Linked DNA regions of Zea mays: regions 2 and 3 are each linked to region 1. A link is a contact called in public Hi-C data. All regions are on one chromosome and are shown on one strand. The core of a region is the stretch at or near the end of the contact, and the rest is flanking DNA. Distances in the headings are between cores, read along the strand shown.

Region 1 (3,075 bases), core at 383-2,882:
GATTAAGGTCCTATTTGGAACCCCTATAGCTAATAGTTAGCCAGCTAATAAATTATTAGTTGGACTGAACCAGCTAATAAACTAATTGTTAGCTGTGAGTTAGCTAACAATTAGATAAAATATTAGCCAGGGATGTTTGGAACCTCTACAACTAATTTTAGTAATTAACTATTAGCTGTAGAGATTCCAAACAGGGCATAATAAACTACAATTAATCATGTGAGTTGAAGCCACATTGAAACACGTCCAAGTGTAGCATGTTCTGGTTAAATACATAATTACATATATGGAAGTGCATCACAGATCCCACAGTTACACATATAACTATGATAGAAGTTCCAAGTTTATAGCCAATCTCAAGAAGCATTACTGCATGTCATCATTGCAATTGGGTCCTAGATATCTCAGTCCAATATACTATATACTCTCTCCGTTCCAAAATATAGTTCTTTATCCTCTTTTTTCTGTCAACATTCAAATGAATGATGATGAATATAGACATGTATACAAACTACGTTCATAAGTAAATTAATGAATATATATTTAGTCTAAAACGAATTATATTTTGGTACAGATAATAAAATAATGAAAGTAGATTTCCTGAAGAAATCAAAAAACAAAAAAAGTACTAAAATGGAAAAGACCAGACCTTTGGAACCATATCAACGTTGTAGTCTCTGCTAGCTCCTATGTGCGCAGGCGGTGTTTCTTCACCCTTGAACCGTTTCCAGAGCTGCAAATAGCAGTTTAATTTACAGCATAGTTTAGGACATCATTACGAACAGCAGGTAGAATCCAAAGAGCGCCTCATAAACAAGATAGACAAAAAAACCATGTGCATTGTTTATCATCAGGAACTTGCTATATATACAGGCGAGTCTCATGGATCGCCATTACCCACAACCTCAGAGAAATGAGGGGCGAGGCACTCCAAAATATCGCCAACAGACATATCAGCCTTGCATTGTCACCTGATTGAGATTGAGCGATGTGGAGTCTCCGCCGTAGTAGTCATTCCTGTCCATGTGCAACACCTGATGACATGCATGCAGAATTACGAATTAATGCGTTCGTCAGGACACCGTGATAATTACAATGCCCGCAAATATTGCCAGCTGCGTCACATGTATGTTTACCAGATCAATCAATACTATGATGATGACCGAACTGTTTATGAGTAAGAAAGACATAGTTTATTTTGGCGGTGTTAGTGTCTTGTCCCGGTAAATTGGTGACGAGGAAAGGCCGAAAATGATTCATTATTGTCACCTCGCCTTTTGTTTTTATTCATTAAGAGAGCTTGCATTTCAATGAAGTTTTCGATCCCGGCCAGTTTTAAAAAAAATCATACGGAAAATGGATAACCACCAGGGCGCGATCTTATTAGAAGTGGCCGACGACGGAGGGAGAGAGAGGAGGGGATCGATGGAGGCGTCGTAGTAGCGTAACGTACCTTGAGGCGGTCCACAGAGAGGAGGCCGCTGAGGATGCACTCCTTGAGCCCGGTGCCCAGCACGATCACGTCGTACTCCACATCCATGGCGCGCGCGCGGGCGGCGTCGCCCTCGCCCGGTCGAGAGATCGAGAAACGATGGAGGGAGGAAAGTGTGGATCTCCAACGGCTCGAGTCACGGTCGCCCAAAGAGGTCTGGACGTCTGGTTGCCGAGCGGGCTGCGGGCCGGCAGAGGAGGCCGCACGGACCACGGAGTGGGAGGGATGAAATGGAAAAAGGAAACCGACGGCACTGCGCGTCGCGGTCGCGGCTATTCGTCGTCTATGCTATGCTAGCGCAAGAAAAATCGCAAAACGCTTGACTTGGCCGAACGCGGTGCCTTCCTTAGAGCATCTCCAATAATGCCTCAAACTAATGCCTCAAATCGAAATATAGGGCTCTACACAGGAAAAACCACTCCAACAGTGCCTCAATTAAACAAATTTTGTCAAAAAACTATAGGGCACCATCTCAAGTGCCTCAAATATACTACACCGTAGTGGGCTGCCCTATAATCTAGATTTAAGGCTTTACTGTTGGAGCAGAGTGTTTTGTTGGTGCCCTAAATTCTATAAAATTTACTTATTTTTAAATTATAAGGCATTTTTATAGGTCACGTTGTTGGAGATGCTCTTAGCTTGCCCTCGAAGCAGTGCCGGTCCTGACATTTTGGAGGCGCAGGACAAGACTTATAAAAGAGGCCCTTTATAATAATTATAATTATATATATATCTCTACTATACTTATTAAGTTAGCAATAGTAGCCTGCCTTTTTGTGTTCTGCCATTCTGCGATCTCAGTCGTCCATTCTACCGTTCTACAATCTCAGCCGTCCAATCCCGCACACCAGTTTTCCGAGCCGTCCAATCCCGCACACCAGTTTTCCGCGCGCAGAAAAAAAAATCAAACCGTGGTTGCCTAGGGATCGAACCTTGGATCTATTGAGCAGAATGCCTAGCATTCACCCTCTAGCCAACATAACTCATGTTGAATTGTGTACAACTTCAACTAAAACGTCTTTTGTGTTTAACCCACCGTCCACTCTGTATGCTCACTGAGTCTAGAAAAACATTTAAAGCTTGGCCCCTGATCTTTCTAGAATTTGGGACGTAGTCCAGGAAATAAAGAAAAAAAGGGAAAATGAGTTTAGAAATTGATTTTTATTTTAAAAATAATTGCAGAAACCCATTTAATTCATGAAAATTTCATATTAAATCCAAATGGGTTCATTCCAATTTCTATAATATTATTTTTCTCTACTACTTGTTAAGTTAGCAATAGTAGCCTGCCTTTTTGTGTTCTGTCATTCTGCGATCTCAGCCGTCCATTCTACCGTTCTACAATCTCAGTCGTCCAATCCCGCACACCAGTTTTCCGCGTGCAGAAAAAAAATCAAACCGTGGCTGCCTAGGGATCGAACCTTGGATCTATTGAGCAGAATGCCTAGCCTTCCACCCTCTAGCCAACATGACTCATGTTGAATTGTGTACAACTTCAACTAAAACGTCTTTTGTGTTTAACCCACCGTCCACTCTGTATGCTCACTGAGTCTAGAAAAACATTTATAGCTTGGCCCCTGATC
Region 2 (3,075 bases), core at 324-2,823, 510 kb after region 1:
CCTAAATCTGCCCATGAAGTGTCGTTGTCCACTTGCTTTGTTTACTTGTTGTACTGTGTTTGCTGCTTGCATGGAGTGGGGAGTGTTTTGCTATTTTTGAGCTAGAGGTCTTGCAATTAGGGGTGGTAAGGATCACACAAAGAATCATGGTCTGCAGGTAACAAACCATCTTGTTGTTTGTTAAGATGAAAACCAAATAGAGTTGGTCTATTGATCAAGATATTTATGTTATTTGTGAGCTTCAATGTATTCATTTACTAAGATAGGAAACAACTAAATTATTGCACGGTATAGCCATATGGTGAACATGTAGGGTGCATGTGATATTCCTTTACTTCCTGTTCTTTTTTTACAGACTGATGAAGGAAGTTTGTAAGTTATGATAACCTTTTTCTATAGTTTATTTTTTACGGTATCTCATGACTGGATTCAATCTTGATATCGCAGGATGCGAGGAAGGACATTCTTTTCCTTGATTCCCCCATCTTTTGCAACTCCAGCTGAAGCGCTCTGAATACGATTATATGAGAGATACCACGATTAAGATTTGTTCTTATAACTTTCACTTTGTTCAATTAGTTGTATTGTTCATGTACTTTAGGGGACGCTTGATGTGTGCAGTAATTACAATCAGTCTAAATAAAAAAATTAACACTTACTTTTTTGTTGATATTGTCATGTTTATTAATACTTGCTTGCCAGATTAATGATTGCACTGAGTTCACGCTGTAATTTGATCTGGATAGAGATGGTGGCAAATACATTGCTCCAAATGCAGATCGAAGTACACGAAACCTTCACATTCTTCACATAGAATGGCTTTTACCATGTACTTTGCATCTTTCTATAGCTTCAAAATGATAAATAAATGCATCTTTCTATAGCTTCAAAATGAACAAATTTATTTACCGTCCGCAACGTGTCCTTTTTTCATGAACACTATGATATGTTCTTTTGTTATAGCTTTTTAGAGTTTTGAGACAATGTGCAAAAATAGAAATGATTTTTCCATGGCATATAAACACACCTAACATGTATGTATTGGGCTATGACATTTAGATTTGTAATTTGTGAGAATTTATGAGCCGTCGCAACGCACGGGTACCTAACTAGTAAGGAGGAAGAATGGGAAGGAGGAAGATAGAGAGGGAAGAGGAGGTAGGAGGACAGGATTGTATTCTCATTTTTTTATACCCCTCACAAGAGGCACAAACACAACTACACGGCCCACGGCCACAGCCACACAGCTACTGGGCTCACTTCCACTCTAGGCCGCTCACTCTACAGTTGGCGCGACACACACGCCCACTCGGCGCCACTGTGGCTGCTCCTGTGCCACGTCCAACAACAACTCTTCCTGGGGCTCTGGTGAAGTAGCAGATGGAGTAACAAGCTGGCCGGGCTGAGGGCGTGGCGCGTGCGTGGAGCTGGCTATTCTACGCCGAATCGAACAGCCAGCCGAGCAATGAGCTATGAACCCGGTCCACAGAACTGTCCATGCAATCTTGCATTGTAATCCCTAGGGGTCTAGAACCAGGAGGGGCAGCGTCGTCATTTCACGTCTACGTGCTGATTGGGCTTCGGCGTGACGGGCGCGGCGTGCAAAAAAATGGCCAACCATTAGTTCAAACTCCTCTCTATAAAGACAGTCATAAAAGTAATAATCAGAGTTGATGTTTTTTTATAATGACAAAAAGTTAAATTTCTCCGTCGCCGAGGGAGTCCAATCCCAACACGGCGACGACGACAAACAAACAAGGAAATCGCCTCCTCCTCCTCCTCCTCCTCTTCCTCTTTCCCTCGCTCTGCCATCTGCCCCCAAATTCCCCTCCCCACTCGCTCGCGTCGCGATAGCAAGCAACGCGCAGGTACGAATTCCTCCCCAGAACTCGCGATTTCCTTGGATTCGTCCTCCTCTTGGACCCGATCGCGAGTTTTCCCGGTGCGGAACCGTGGATTTTGAGCCGAGATTTCGCGGTCACCCGCCTCGGGTTGACCGGGATTTGAGGAGATCCGCGGATTTGTTGCTGGTCGCCGGGGATCGTAGCCGGGCGCGTAGATTCATCCTTCTACGCGTCTAGGAGGGGGATTAGGGTTTCGTTTGCTCGGGTCGGGACTCGGATACTCGCTTTCGAGATTGGATTGGTACTTTTCTGGCGCGATGTTTGCTTTTCGTCGGTGACTCATGGGCTCGTAATTTGGCTGCAGGTGCTGAAACTCGTGTACTGTTGATGGATGATGACTGTTCCCATGGATAGTGCTAGCGCAGCCCCATCCTCCACGCGGGACCTTGCCGAGCGTCTCCTTACTAGGGTAAAGGCTATTAGTTCCTCTTGTTCCTTAGGATGTTATACTACTGGTCGACACTATGGGTTTTTGATCCATAGTTTCCGCTATGCCCCTGGCCTTTTCACGTTTTTTTGGATGCCTGGCGCTGCTTGTTTTATGTTAATCGTCGGGTACTGTGGATTCTGGAGCAGTTGGGATAGTTTATATGTCTTTACATAGGCTAATTCGTTTACTTGATAAATTGCTTAAGAAAGAAGAATACCCTGAGCTAATTGTTCATCAGATATAAGTCAAGCTTTGCTAGTATTCTGGGTTCTCCCATGTGGCAAGGAAATGCAATTGATAATCATGTTTACGCAAAGCATAATGATAAAGTTGTGACATTGCAATGTTATTATGCAGAATAATGAACTTGAAGACCAGCTTCGTAAGTCCGCACAATCCAAAGTCCCATCAGATCCCAACATATGGCTTCAGATGCGTGACAACTTTGAGAAGATAATTCTCATAGATCACGACCTCTCTGAACAGAGAGATGTAGAGTATCTCCTATGGCAGTTGCATTACAAAAGAATTGAGGACTTCAGGAGGAACATTAGTGCAGCTAGCTCACTTGCATCTCAGAGTGGGAAGAGCAACACTAACCCAGATCGAGTCAAGAGAATTAAATCAGCCTTCAAAAGCTTCCTTTCAGAAGCAACTGGCTTCTATCATGACTTGATGTTAAAGATCAAATCAAATTGGGGCCTTCCACTCAATTACTTTCCAGACAGCCTTGACAATGCA
Region 3 (3,075 bases), core at 202-2,701, 290 kb after region 1:
AAAGAGTGAATATTTGGGTGCTAATCTTAATTTCCTCACATGCTAAACAAGGAGAGTGTGAGGAGAGGGAGACAAGTACTCGAGAACTTGGGTCGGGGGTGAATACATAATATCCGTCAGTCGAGAGAAGAGACGATGGAAATAGTAATTTCCGTCGGTTGAGCGGTTTAAGTTGATATAAATTACCTTGTTTCCATTGGTTAAGCTATGATCGATATAAATTGTTCATTTTTGCGGGCTGACCTAAAAGTCCATGAAAATTATTTTAGCTCATAGAAATTCTCCATTTTTATGTTGGGGGCATATAGATAAATAGAGCTTAGAGCGTTGTGTGATCACCTATCAGAAGACATTGTAGGTCATATCTTTAGAAGCACGGTACAATCATCATATGGATGGAGTGGTGGAGCATTGTAGATCATATAGTAAAGTACTAGATATATATGACACATTTCTGTTGTGTACAAAAAGAATGTAATAATTTTCAATAGAACAAATATAATAGTGGCATGCAGGAGCATGAGAGAGGGTTGGAGCAGTGTACAATCGCCTAGAAAATAATGCTTTGATATTTGTCACAAATGACTAATGTAACACTTAATGGCAAGCAATTAAACATGTCACACCATACTCGATTTAACTTGAACTAAAAACCAACATTGAGGGTATGAGATAAAAGGATTCTAGTGAAACATGGTATGATGGAACAATGGAGAGTTGGGGCGTGATTAGTACACACGTCGGCCGTATCTAGGCTCGTTTGATTCGTTGACTTTGAACACACGTGTGATTGGTTGGTTATATAGGATGAAGTGAGCCCGCAGGTTGGTTATATAGGATGAAGTGAGCCCGCACATACGCGTGCAACCAGCGATTTTTTCAACTCCCGCCTACATGTGTGGAGAAGCTAGGGAGAGAGATTCCCTAATAGCATAGGTCAACACACGTCCGATACTCGAGGGCACACCAACCGATCACTCCCTTGTATGCCAAAATATACATAGTGTGATACAACCCCACCATGTTAGCCGCCTCCCACATAGATTTAGGGGGTGTTTGGTTTATAGAGACTAAACATTAGTCCCTTCACTTTATTCCATTTTAGTTCATAAATTGTTAAATAGGGAAACTAAAATAAAGTTTTAGTTTCTATATTTAGTAATTTATAGACTAAAATAGAATAAAATTGAGGGACTAAAAATTAGTCCCTAGAAACCAAACACCCACTTAAACAAAGAAACTTTTGGTCATCGCTAATTCCTAGATTAGTCAACGACAGTTTAACCGCAAAGCCGTGACCTTCCCATATGGCGCCATACGCCCTTGTGGCCTTGTCTGCGCTTTGAGGTCACGCGTGTGCCATTGCCGTGTCTCCGAAGAGAGAGAGAGAGAGAGAGACGGAGGGATGGAGACGAAACAAACACCGTGGAAAGAGCGGAAAAGGACACGCTGGCCTGGCTCCCGGACAGAACTGCTCTGCTATGGCCGTCTTCTGGACGGAGGGAGGGAGGGAGGTTGAGAGAAAAGCAGGGGGGGCAGCAACGGAAACAAAACTAAAATAATCGTACTGTAGAAGCCGAGCGCAGGAGATCCAACAACGAAACTCCCCTTCGTTCCTTCCTCGTGTTCTTCTCCCTCCTGCCGCCGCGGCCCGCTCCGCTCCCGAGCCCCGTTGCACCTCCACCCGCCGCTTCCGTCCCGTCTCCTGCCACCTTCCTCTCACCGCAATCGAGTCGCTGCGCCTCCTCCCGCCCGCCACCTCCCGCAGCCGCAGCAGGACGAGCTCGTCGCCGCCGTGTACTAGGTACGTCCGCCTTCTCCCGGCCCCGTTCTGACGGTTCTCGCAGTGGAGCGGGAGGAGGGGGTTCCTCTCCTCTCCTTCGACGCCGTTCACCGGCCGGCGCCCGCAGTCCATGTTGACCGTTGCGTTTCTCTGCTTTGGTTTACAGAAGAACGGGAGGTCGCTGTCGGTCTCCCGCACAATCCTGATTCCTGGACCTGCGCCGCGTGGTTTCGCCTCAGGTTGGCTTCCTGTCTTCGCCCGGCGCGCCTTTTCCACCTAGTTCCTCACATTCGTTTGGGGGTGTACAGTACAGGGGTAGTAGACGATGAGCATCCTTGGTTGCTCCTGCCTGCGATATCCTGCAGTAGTAGTACTATAATTCCTGCTTAGTGTTGGCCTGCCTGAGTTGTTCATCCTGTTTGCTGACTCCTATTTCCTGCTGCTGCAGGTTGGAGTGTCTCGATTTGTCAGGATAGCTTGTATAACTGAAGCTTTCCTTTGTATGATGATGGGGGCATGCCATGGATCACAAGTGAGGGGGCTAGGGTTTAGTATGTGGTAGTAGCTCCTGCTTCAGCAAAAGAAGCAAGGATCACTACTTTTGCTGTTTGTTCCGTGGAGGATCTGAATCCTATCGGCATTGATTCGGGTGGCGTCAGCTGTTCTGGGTGGGGTAGTATGATGAAACAGATATTTGGACGGCGCAAGGCGTCCAAAACTGCAGGCAAGGAGTGTGGCGGGAGGACGTTCAACCAGCTGCTGTCAGGTTCTGGATTTGCTGACCTGAGTGGCCAGCTGCCAATTCTGTCTAGTACTGGGGACATCTATGGGAATGGAAACCGTACGGGGTTCCAAGACTCGAGGATAAATGATACTTTGTTCTCTTCCAACTTCCGACTGTTGCCGAGCTTTAAGGATGTGCCAAATACAGAGAAACAGAATCTGCTCATCAAAAAGTTGAACATGTGCTGCACTCTGTTTGACTTTGAGGATGCGGCAAAGAACATAAAGGAGAAGGAGATAAAGACGCTAATGTTGTTGGAGATAGATGAATATGTTAGGACTGCTAACGCGAAGTTCCCTGAGATCATTGTGGAGGCAATCACAAAAATGATTTCAGTGAACTTGTTCAGGACACTAATTTCCCCACCCAGGGAGAAGAAGGTGCTTCAAGCTTTTGATCTAGAAGAGGATGAACCATTGATGGACCCTGCGTGGCCACACTTGTACCATGTGTATGAGTTGCTCTTGACATTTGTTCAGTCTCCAGAAAATGATGCTAAACTGGCTAA

What was found. A called contact is a pair of places that touch in the nucleus more often than the background predicts.
Region 2: a Hi-C map of leaf shows a contact between it and region 1, with 7 times the contacts expected there. The contact joins the promoter of LOC100278146 here to the promoter of LOC100273017 in region 1. A contact is called at or near these places in 3 of 25 Hi-C or Micro-C datasets (ear, leaf and tassel).
Region 3: a contact with region 1 is called in a Hi-C map of endosperm, with 7 times the contacts expected there. The contact joins the promoter of LOC103647325 here to the promoter of LOC100273017 in region 1. A contact is called at or near these places in 3 of 25 Hi-C or Micro-C datasets (bundle sheath, endosperm and an unstated tissue) and 1 of 3 datasets of contacts at active chromatin or transcription factors (leaf).

Annotation. Positions count from the first base shown.
Region 1 is chr2:175,684,980-175,688,054 of Zm-B73-REFERENCE-NAM-5.0, forward strand. It overlaps LOC100273017, which reads right to left and starts at 1,633. Exons shown (of 12, transcript NM_001147467.1): 1 at 1,454-1,633; 2 at 972-1,034; 3 at 650-733. The coding sequence starts at 1,540.
Region 2 is chr2:176,195,563-176,198,637 of Zm-B73-REFERENCE-NAM-5.0, forward strand. LOC100278146 (Protein SMG7) reads left to right here and starts at 1,574. Exons shown (of 8, transcript XM_008671874.4): 1 at 1,574-1,868; 2 at 2,209-2,313; 3 at 2,692-3,075. The coding sequence starts at 2,236.
Region 3 is chr2:175,975,401-175,978,475 of Zm-B73-REFERENCE-NAM-5.0, forward strand. It overlaps LOC103647325 (serine/threonine protein phosphatase 2A 57 kDa regulatory subunit B' theta isoform), which reads left to right and starts at 1,452. Exons shown (of 5, transcript XM_020548470.3): 1 at 1,452-1,804; 2 at 1,950-2,022; 3 at 2,232-3,075. The coding sequence starts at 2,462.